Regions from separate parts of the Mus musculus genome. Here all the other regions are linked to region 1. Evidence: chromatin contacts called from public promoter capture Hi-C data. All regions are on one chromosome and are shown on one strand. Each heading gives the region's core, a stretch centred on a gene start, on an enhancer-like site or on the middle of the called end of the contact. The rest is flanking DNA. Distances are from core to core; before and after follow the strand shown. Region 1 holds the start of Lmo3 (LIM domain only 3). Region 2 has its middle 14 kb from the start of Gm38552. Region 3 has its middle 160 kb from the start of 4922502N22Rik.

Region 1 (3,040 bases), core at 55-2,554:
TCTCTCTCTCTCTCCCTGTTAAGATGCAGACACTTGGGTACAAGGAACCTATGTCCACTGAACACGACACAGTCACTTTTGCAACACACAGAAGCAGTGTTTTGATATTAAGGTTGCATTGGGAGAAGCAGGGGTGTAGACAAAAACAAGGTTGTAATTTCAACTCTTTCTTGGGGGTGGCAGGCATACATTTCATCAAGCAGGTGTAGAAAGGTCTGGGAAAATACCCAAGACTGATATCACTTCCCTTAGCCTGGTAGCAACACCCCGCCCCCAACCTTTGCAAACTGTCCCAACCCCTCTTCCAGAGTCAGGGTGTGCGAATGTTGCAGCTCCCAATGAACTTTGTCTATTATGCACTAGACTCCTACTTGAGATGTTGCGTCGCGCTGCAGCCGCGCGCTCCACTCTCTTCCTCCGGCATCCACGTCTTCCGCCCCACATCTATTTCATGTCTCATCACAAAAATAATGATGCCTCCCATGATTTAAACAGAACCAAACAAACACAAAACCCTCTCTGCAGACCTGCAGCCCGGTGAAAGTTGCAGTGGTGGTGGGGATGGTTCGGGTGCAGCTTTACTTTATGCCTTCTTGGGAGAGGATGGGGAAGAAGAAGAAAAAAAAGCCACCCAACATCCGCACACGCACGCGCGCACCAGCAGACATACACAGCACAAATAAGCCGACGCGTGAGTACACAACCCCTGACTTACCTTCTCAATTAAGCGATACAGGGGAGGGTGTTCAATGAGCCCAGCGGCTGCTTGGTAGCGCTTCTCCTTGGGAAAGGTCAAAAAGAAACATTGTTTGAAAAAAAAAAAGGAAAAAAAAAAACCGGGGGGTAGAATCTCTCTCTATATATTTTTTTAAGTTTAAAATAATGAGGTCCTCCAGGATCCGCCAAGTACCAGTGTGGACCGCATGCGAGCCACAGGTGTCCTTCTTTTAGGCAACTGCAGTCCGGGGGATGTCTCTCTTGGTCCTGGCTCCTGACAACTTACCCCAGCAGTGTGCGAGGAGCCCGAGCTGAAGGAAGCCCTGGCTCTCAGCCGCAAAATGCAATCCCTTCCCAGCCAGACATAATACAGCCCAAGAAAAGGTCACCCAGTTATTACAGCGCCTCGGAGCCCAGGCAGCGCCTGTCAGATCCACAGTGAAGGCAGCTCCCTTCCGATTTAAGAGTATTTACCTCTCGCCCCCACCCCTCCCTCTTCTCTCTCTTCCTTCTCTCCCTCCCTCTAGCTGGCTCCCTTGCTCGCTAGCTTGCTTGAGCTCTCTCTCTCTCTCTCTCTCTCTCTCTCTCTCTCTCTCTCTCTCTCTCTCTCTCTCTCTCTCTCTCGCTGTGTCTCTGCTGTCTGTTCCGCAGCTCAGTCAAGTACAGCCGCCCTCGGAAAGTGCAAAAGCAGCCACGAGACAGATCCAGGCTTTGTTGCTAATTTCCCAGGGTGAAAATTGACAAGCCTGGGAGTGCAGTCAGCACAACCCATTGCATATGCTACTGACAAACGCTGGGGACATCCCCTCCCACCCATGCCTATCACACAGAGAATGTGACCTCTGCAGGACTGGACTCTGGAAGGACCCTACCTCCAGGACTCGCCCACAAGAAGAACTGCAAAAGAGCTCCAAAGGAGAAGGGTAGGGCTTCCTAAAATAACGGGGGCATTTTGGAATAGGATGGGGACTATGAAAGCAAATTGCCCTCTAAATCTGTTACTGACAGTGCCAGTGGAGGAAGTTAAAATAAAAGCCAAGGAATCAAAGTGCTACCAGGGAACACTGGAAAACTGCACAGCCCTCCTTTTAGTAAATGTCTGGGGGTGTCTGCAGTTTCCAGGGCTATGAATTCTGTTTAGAAACTCTCTGAAGTCCCTGTGCAGAATGCCTTGTCATGTAAACTCAGGCCAGGCAGTGCCACACACCCTTTCCTCTCTCTCGAATGGCCCCAGGAGTCAGACTGTGAACTTGTACCCCATACCAGGTGCTGAACCCAAAGTGGCCACTGAAACACACTTACTACAGATAGGTGAATACTTGACTTTGAAACCTGCTTCAGTGTTAGTCCCCAGGAAGCTGAGCCAGACTTCCAGGACTAAGCCGGTCCCCTGGCCACTTGCCCACCTACACCCTGCCTTCATACACTTATTTTAAGGCCTGGGTACATCCTTTTATTTTTGCCTCTAAATTTTTCCCATTACTCTTAACCTCTTCCCTGCACTCCGATGCTCTATAGGTCACTGGTAGCTTTAAACCATCTCCTTTTTCTAAGTTTTTAAACTTCAGCTATCGCCCACTTTGGTGTCTCTATCAAGGTCCTCTCAGCATCTCTCACAAAGCCTTGTCAAAAGGTTAAGCTTAAAAATAGTGCCAGTTTGAATGACACTGGATGTGATGCTCTCAGTGCCAAGACAGGATCAATTGTTGAACTACCCACCCACCCCAAAAAAACACTACCCACAAAACACCCTTCAAACAATACAGAAAAACTTTGCTACTTCTGTAACATCAATTTTAATATCTATCTATCTATCTATCTATCTATCTATCTATCTATCCGATCTATCAAATTATATATATATATATATATACATATATATATATACACACACACACACACACACACACACACTAAAGCAGTCCCCCTTGAATATTTATGTTAAATTATGCTTCCCTATATCCAAAGTCCTGGCATAGCCGGTCTAATTTATTTTTTAATCCCAACCTTCAGAAGGCTCCTAAGAAAATAGTAGGTGGCTTGCTTTCTTCTCCCTTTCAAAGACAACAAAACTCAGAACTAACCTGAAAAATACCGAAATTCACAGACAGGAAGATTACTGAGAACCCCTTCAGCTGTTCAGTCTATAAGCAGACTTCTTAAGTTTTGGCTTTTCCTGGCCCTAGTACTCAGGCGTGCGCGCACGCACACACACACACACACACACACACACACACACACACACATCCACACAGCTCCCTGCTTGTCCTACCCCACCCTCCAGCCAGATCTACTCTGAAAACACTCTGGTGTGTGTGTATGT
Region 2 (2,847 bases), core at 227-2,726, 550 kb before region 1:
AACCACTTTAATCCCAGAAAAATGTTTAAAAGACTTTATTTGATAAGGGTCATAATTTAGTTGGAAGAGTGTGTAGTGAACAGTGTTATTTTAAAATTTATATACTTTTTAAATCTTTTTGTGCATTTATTTGAGTACACATACACTATACTTTTCCTATAAAGGTAGTTGTTTTTCTCATTTTATCATGTGTGTGTGTTGGGGGGGGGGGTTCCAGGGACTGAGCTCAGCTCATAAGGCATGGGAACAGACATTTCCACCTGCTGAAACATCTCACTGGTTCTATACATTGATACAGCCCTGGTATTTTAATTAGACAAAATGGACAACTTTTGTTTGACTCTCAAAGTCTTCATGGACTTTTGTGTCAAAGGAGAAAACGTGTAGTGCCCAGCAACTGAGTTTCTCTGTCCCCATGGGTCCCTCGTGTGATTAAGAACTTAGATCCCAGCCCCTGCTGCAGGGAAGTTCCGCTATCTGATGGGAACACAGAGTGAAGGCAAATTGGAAGCATGACCATGCTCCAACCACAGAGTGCCTGCTTCTGCTTCCACCATGACATGAGCACAGGGAAGAAACACCACCATGGGGCACTGATCAACATGGAAATAATGTGCTAATACGCCAGGCCATGTGGCTCGGTCCTCACCTCATTTCAGTTCAGAGATTTCATTGTAAAGTCATGTGCAAGCATGAACAAATGGGTAGTTTGGCCACAGTTAATGGATTTGAAATCATTATTAATTTTTAGCCCTATAAAAACATTGATTTAGAGGAACCTTTATAACATTGAAAGTGCATTGTATTTAGGAGTAATTAGCATCCTCTAATTAGGAAGAATTACCAAGTGCTTTTCTCTCTTGGCTCTGCGGAAGCTAGCGCAGCTGCATGCAATTTAATCACAAAGGAAACAGCTTGTGTTTTATGTTGAATCTGCCTTTAATGGATTAAAAAATATTCTTTGGTATCCTATTTTATAATTAAAAGATACATTTGAGTCACCAGTGTTAGAAAACGTGATTAGCCCAAATGCCATTAACCCTATGGGTCAGACCTTTCTCCTAGATGCACGCACACATACATACATACTCATGCATGCACACACAGACACACACAGACACACACAGACACACACACACACACACACACACACACACACACACACACACACACACACACACACACACGGTGGGAGCATAGGAAGTTGATCTGTCTGTCCATATGCTCATGAAGCTGTGTGTCTTAATACTGACTCCGCTATTTTTATTCCTCCATACGACTCCCATATTTTCATGTGCACTTAGGCTCAATGATGCTCTTTGCTAACCAGAGAGGCGTGTAGGCAATTGCTGGGTATGAAGATGCTGACATTTTCTGAATTTCGAATGACAAATGACATGCTCCTGTCAGCTGACTATAACGCAGCAACATATGGTGCTTCTGATGGTGGGTGTTATTTCAAAGTTTGCAAATCACACCATGAGAGAGTCCCTCTGCTGGGCTCCTGGAATACTTAGCAACTGTGAATCTGAAATGACAGTACAGAGAAAGCACTAAAAAGAAAAAGAAAAAAAAACAAACTCCCTCCACCTTGTTGACAAGAAGGCGGTAGAACTCCGAATGAGTGAACGCTTCATTGATTCTCACAGGTGGAGGGGTTGCGATGTCAATCTATTGAGAGAGGAAGCCTTGTGCTTTCCTTTTAGAAAAACTAGGAAATGGTCTAATTTCTTACATTAGCCTACAAATTATCACATTTCAGGGAAAGCATAAAAAAAAAATCCAGGGACTGACAATTAGAATAATTGTTAACTATGGTACAGAAAAGCTTGGGAATGGAGTCTTGTTATTTCAGGGTGTAGAGAAAGTTGACAAAAAGTGTGTTCATCCCCCATTTGAAAGATAACATCAAAGACTTGGAAAGAGAGTATCCCCTTTACTTTTCGAAGGCTTGGAAAGAAAGTATCTATCCGCTGTTGCAACCAGCCCAGTTTACCTAAAACAACCCTGTCCCGCTCTTTCCACCGGGTGCTTAGTTTCTTTAATAGTGTCCACATTCGAAGCATTTCCAGCACGGCAGAGTAACCCATCAGAAATGCAACAGAATTAACTCGCTGTCTGCTTCCATTTCAGCAATTTCACACAAAGCCCTCCCTAGACCACGGCCCAGGGCTCCTGCTTCTGTCTGCTCCTCCTGAGAATCCAAGCCCTTCCAGTGTTCCTTATCACAAACGAGACTGATTTATGCATAAAGAGTACACAGAAACTACCAGTGAGCAAGGATGGCATCTATTTCCCTCAGTTAAGCAACCCGTTTCATTGACCTTCCTCGATGCTTTCAGTAACTTTACCCCCAAATCAATGAATTCTGAGATTTTTTTTTTCATTCAAGAAATGGAAATTGTCCAGTAGCCTGAGGAACCCTGGGACGGATGCCTTTAGATAGTCTAGGTTCTTAACTTCACCGGTGTTAGGGGTAGGTCCAGGTGATGGCCGCAAACAGCAACAATCTAAGAAGAATGTCTGAATCAAATCACACGTTCACTCACTCGTCTGTCTTGCTTTTGAGTCATTAGAAAAGGAACGCTTTTCCTCAGCATACAATTAACCTGTTCAGAGCAACTGAACAAGAGAGGCTTGTGTGTGTGATTGCTATTGTTTATGTCTTTAAAAAAGTAATTCAAACAGGAAGTGACGGCGAGCCATAGTGTCGTGCTGCGAAGAGGCTGCCTATACAGACTGGTTATTTGGGGCCGAGCAGAGCAACAATGGTTGCATGCCAGGTACCCCTCACCATGATCTCAGGACTCAAAGCAATTCCCCAGCTTGTCTTTGCACAAATACGAA
Region 3 (3,129 bases), core at 96-2,595, 740 kb after region 1:
ACATTGGCTCTCCCTCATACCTTAGCCATGCATAACTTTGGGGGTCCTTGACAAAAACAAGGTGGATGGACAATAGCTTTGCAAAGATACATTTGTGAGCAGTTGCCAGGATATGAAGCTAACATAAAAATCATTCCTGTTGGAATAACCTGGAATCATGTAGATATAAACTAAAAAGACATTTTACACTTTCAAATGCAGATATAAATTTCAATACAATATATTTATCATTGCATATTTTACAAATACATTAATATACCTAACTATTGCCTATATCTTAAAACTGATAATAGTGTAGTGCTTTTTTAAGACCCAAGAAAATCTGCTTTTAAGCACTAAAAATAAATCTCTTAGTGCAGCTAAAAACGTTAGCTCTTTAAATATATCCATCTTGACTAGGGGTTTCTTTTTTTAAAGATATCATCCACATATGCAATATGTGTTGGTCATATCCATCCACCTCTCCCTCTCTCCAGTAGCCCTGTCTTCCAAAATGGCTTCCCTTCTTTGTATGCCCTTTTCTTAATAATCCACTGATTTTAAAGTTTCTGCCCATATGTCTGTGTATGTGGTCATCTCTTGGGGAAAGGACAATTTACCAGTGGTCATACCGTGCCCTATACCACCAAAGAAGCTTGCCTCTTTCTCCTCCTACAACCCACAACTGCGAGTATCTGCTTAGTTAAGGGTTTGAGCATCTGGAGCCACTCTCACTCTGTGCTTAGAATAACTCTCTGGATCTTGTGGACTTCTTGTGTGGGAAACCACAGCTGCTGTGAGTTCTTGTAGAGAGCAGCTGAGCTGTCTAAAAAGCCAGCCGTTCACAGTATGTCTGTTCATCTTCTGACTCTTACAGACCTCCAGTATATTCGGTGATATTTGTTGAGCTTTGTTCAGGGGTTGGTACAGATGTTGACTTTTGAACCAAACTGGACAATATCAAGCAGTGACATAAGCTGGTAAAACAGTTACACCAAAAGGACAAATTTGTCTCAGCTCCATAAAAATAATTTTCTTTCTCAGGAAACAATAATCATTATGTTCACAATGGTGAAGCTGAATTAGGATATATTTAGATGTCTTAAAAATGAGATTAAAGACACAATAAAGAAGGTTGATGCCATATATGTACATTAAGGTGTAATACATATATTATGACATCCATCAGGTTATAAAATCTTGTCTCCTAACACAGTTATAGTTCCCTGATGCTTTTCAGTGTGAGTATGTTGGTATTTTATTGAAAACAGAATTAGAAACTGGGGGCAGATGACAGCCTTTGCATTTGCATAGGCGAGTAAAATCACTTGATGTCGAAGCCAAGGAGAAATTATGTGATGCTTTCACTCAGAGGCCTTGTTCTATTTGCATCCATTTTCCCGGCCCACTACAGCTTTTTCTGGATCAGTTACTGTTAAAGGATTGATTTGACTTTGGTTTCTGGCACTGCCGATGTTCCGTTCCCTTAAGTCTGTGTTTTACTTTAATCTCTCAGGACATGACTGCGAGAGTTGAGAAGAAAGGAAGTTGATCAACCCTGTAGAATTGTTTAATATCTGCTTGATATTTTGGGCACTTCTGTGAATGATCTACATCTTGCAACATTTTATCTATTTTATTCCCTTCTATTTATATGTTATCAGTTAGGAAACATAACATATATTTATGTTATATATATATATATATATGTATGTATGTATATATATATACATATACATATATATATTCTATGGGGAATACATATTTTCTTGTAGTATACAGATATTTCAGTCTAAACTTTTCTAATTAAGATGATGACAAAATGAAGAATTTCTGAGTTGAGTATCTGTTAGAATTCTCTTTTCTAATTAAAGCTGCTAAGTAGAATGTTTAACTGACTGCATGTGCTAGGTAACTGTTAATGAGATGAAAAACTATCTGAAGAAAACCGGCTAAAGTTGTAAACTACACATCTTCTGAGGCAGAGAAACCCAGCTGTGTAACTTTGCACATACTTGGAGTCCCCTGTCTCATTTAATGTTAAATAATTGCCATTGATCTGCAAATATCTCACAGAGAAGCTGTGTCTGCCATCAGGATATGCATTAATATGAACTTGTCCTTGTGAGTAGTTTTGCTTAGACACCTACATGGCACGTTGTACCTCATGACACCGAAAAGTGTTCAGTTCCTCTCATTCAGTTATAGATGAAACATAGATTTATAGTATCAGTTTAACACATGTACTCTTTACAAATGTTGATGATAATAATATAAAAGGCAGAGATCTTCCAGTTCGCTGAAGTCAAGATCAATACAGACTCTTTTGCTCTCTCTAGTTTTTAAGATAATGTGGTGTTTATTTGTTGCCTGGTTAGAAATGCTCCTGGTATCCTAGAAGGTTTGACCATCTGGGTTACCAGGTAAATTTTATTTCTAGATATTTGGTGGAGGCATGTAAGAATGGTGTGCACTAGGAAGGGGAAGGGCTAAGGGGTCCACATAGCATAGAAAGTCAGCCATTCCACCAGGATCTGTTAGTTCCCTGGAAATGGGGACACAGAGTAAGGAAATATCATAGCAGAAGGTCTGCTACTGAACTGGAGATGAAACTAGGTCATTACGTTTGGAGGGATGTAGGAAGACGTGAAGACCTACAGTTACCCTACTTGGTTCTCTGGCCTGAGCAATCTATGGGTACCCATGACATTCCTTCCTTATTTGAGGGCTGGAATAAAGTAATTAGTGAGAGGAAGAAGTTGGGAAAGATCTAGAATACCCTGGAGATGGGAAAAGAATGATGGGCTGGCTTTGTCAGGCACTGGCAGAGCCTCTCAGGAGACAGCTATATCAGGCTCCTGTCAGCAAGCTCTTGTTGCCATCCACAATAGTGTCTGGTTTTGGTGGGTTTTTTTATGGGATGGATCCCTGGGTTGGTGAGCAGGGGGAGGGAGAGGGGAATAATGGGTGGGTTTTCGGATGGAAAACTATGAAAGGGGATAACATTTGAAATGTAAATAAAGAAAATATCTAATAAAATAAAAGAATGATGGGCTGGACTTTGAGGTGCTGTGGAAAAATGAAGATCTTCAGTTAAGTCTACCTGTTTCCTGATCTGACTGGCCTGTGGGTTCCCAGAAAATTCCTGTT

The links. Promoter capture Hi-C pulls out the DNA fragments that hold promoters and counts their contacts.
Region 2: a promoter capture Hi-C map of hippocampal neurons shows a contact between it and region 1, with 5 times the contacts expected there. The contact joins the enhancer-like site here to the promoter of Lmo3 in region 1. A contact is called at or near these places in 2 of 39 promoter capture datasets (hippocampal neurons and liver), 4 of 115 datasets of contacts at active chromatin or transcription factors (astrocytes, embryonic forebrain, forebrain and 1 more) and 2 of 9 other capture datasets (adipose tissue and embryonic stem cells).
Region 3: a contact with region 1 is called in a promoter capture Hi-C map of hippocampal neurons, with 4 times the contacts expected there. The contact joins the enhancer-like site here to the promoter of Lmo3 in region 1. A contact is called at or near these places in 2 of 39 promoter capture datasets (hippocampal neurons and liver), 4 of 115 datasets of contacts at active chromatin or transcription factors (astrocytes, embryonic hindbrain, forebrain and 1 more) and 2 of 9 other capture datasets (embryonic stem cells and embryonic tail).

The regions. Positions count from the first base shown.
Region 1 is chr6:138,421,726-138,424,765 of GRCm38.p6, forward strand. It overlaps Lmo3 (LIM domain only 3), which reads right to left and starts at 1,305. Exons shown (of 4, transcript NM_001356306.1): 1 at 716-1,305. A830011K09Rik (RIKEN cDNA A830011K09 gene) reads left to right here and starts at 1,380. Exons shown (of 4, transcript NR_126073.1): 1 at 1,380-1,640.
Region 2 is chr6:137,869,510-137,872,356 of GRCm38.p6, forward strand. No RefSeq gene overlaps it. Among named protein-coding and RNA genes, the nearest start is that of Gm38552, 14 kb to the left of the region's middle. Within about 2 kb of position 1,477, at least 16 of the 459 cell types and tissues checked have an H3K27ac peak or open chromatin away from gene starts, as enhancers often do. A contact at or near this core is called in hippocampal neurons, where this site is marked.
Region 3 is chr6:139,159,221-139,162,349 of GRCm38.p6, forward strand. No RefSeq gene overlaps it. Among named protein-coding and RNA genes, the nearest start is that of 4922502N22Rik, 160 kb to the right of the region's middle. Within about 2 kb of position 1,346, at least 8 of the 459 cell types and tissues checked have an H3K27ac peak or open chromatin away from gene starts, as enhancers often do. A contact at or near this core is called in hippocampal neurons, where this site is marked.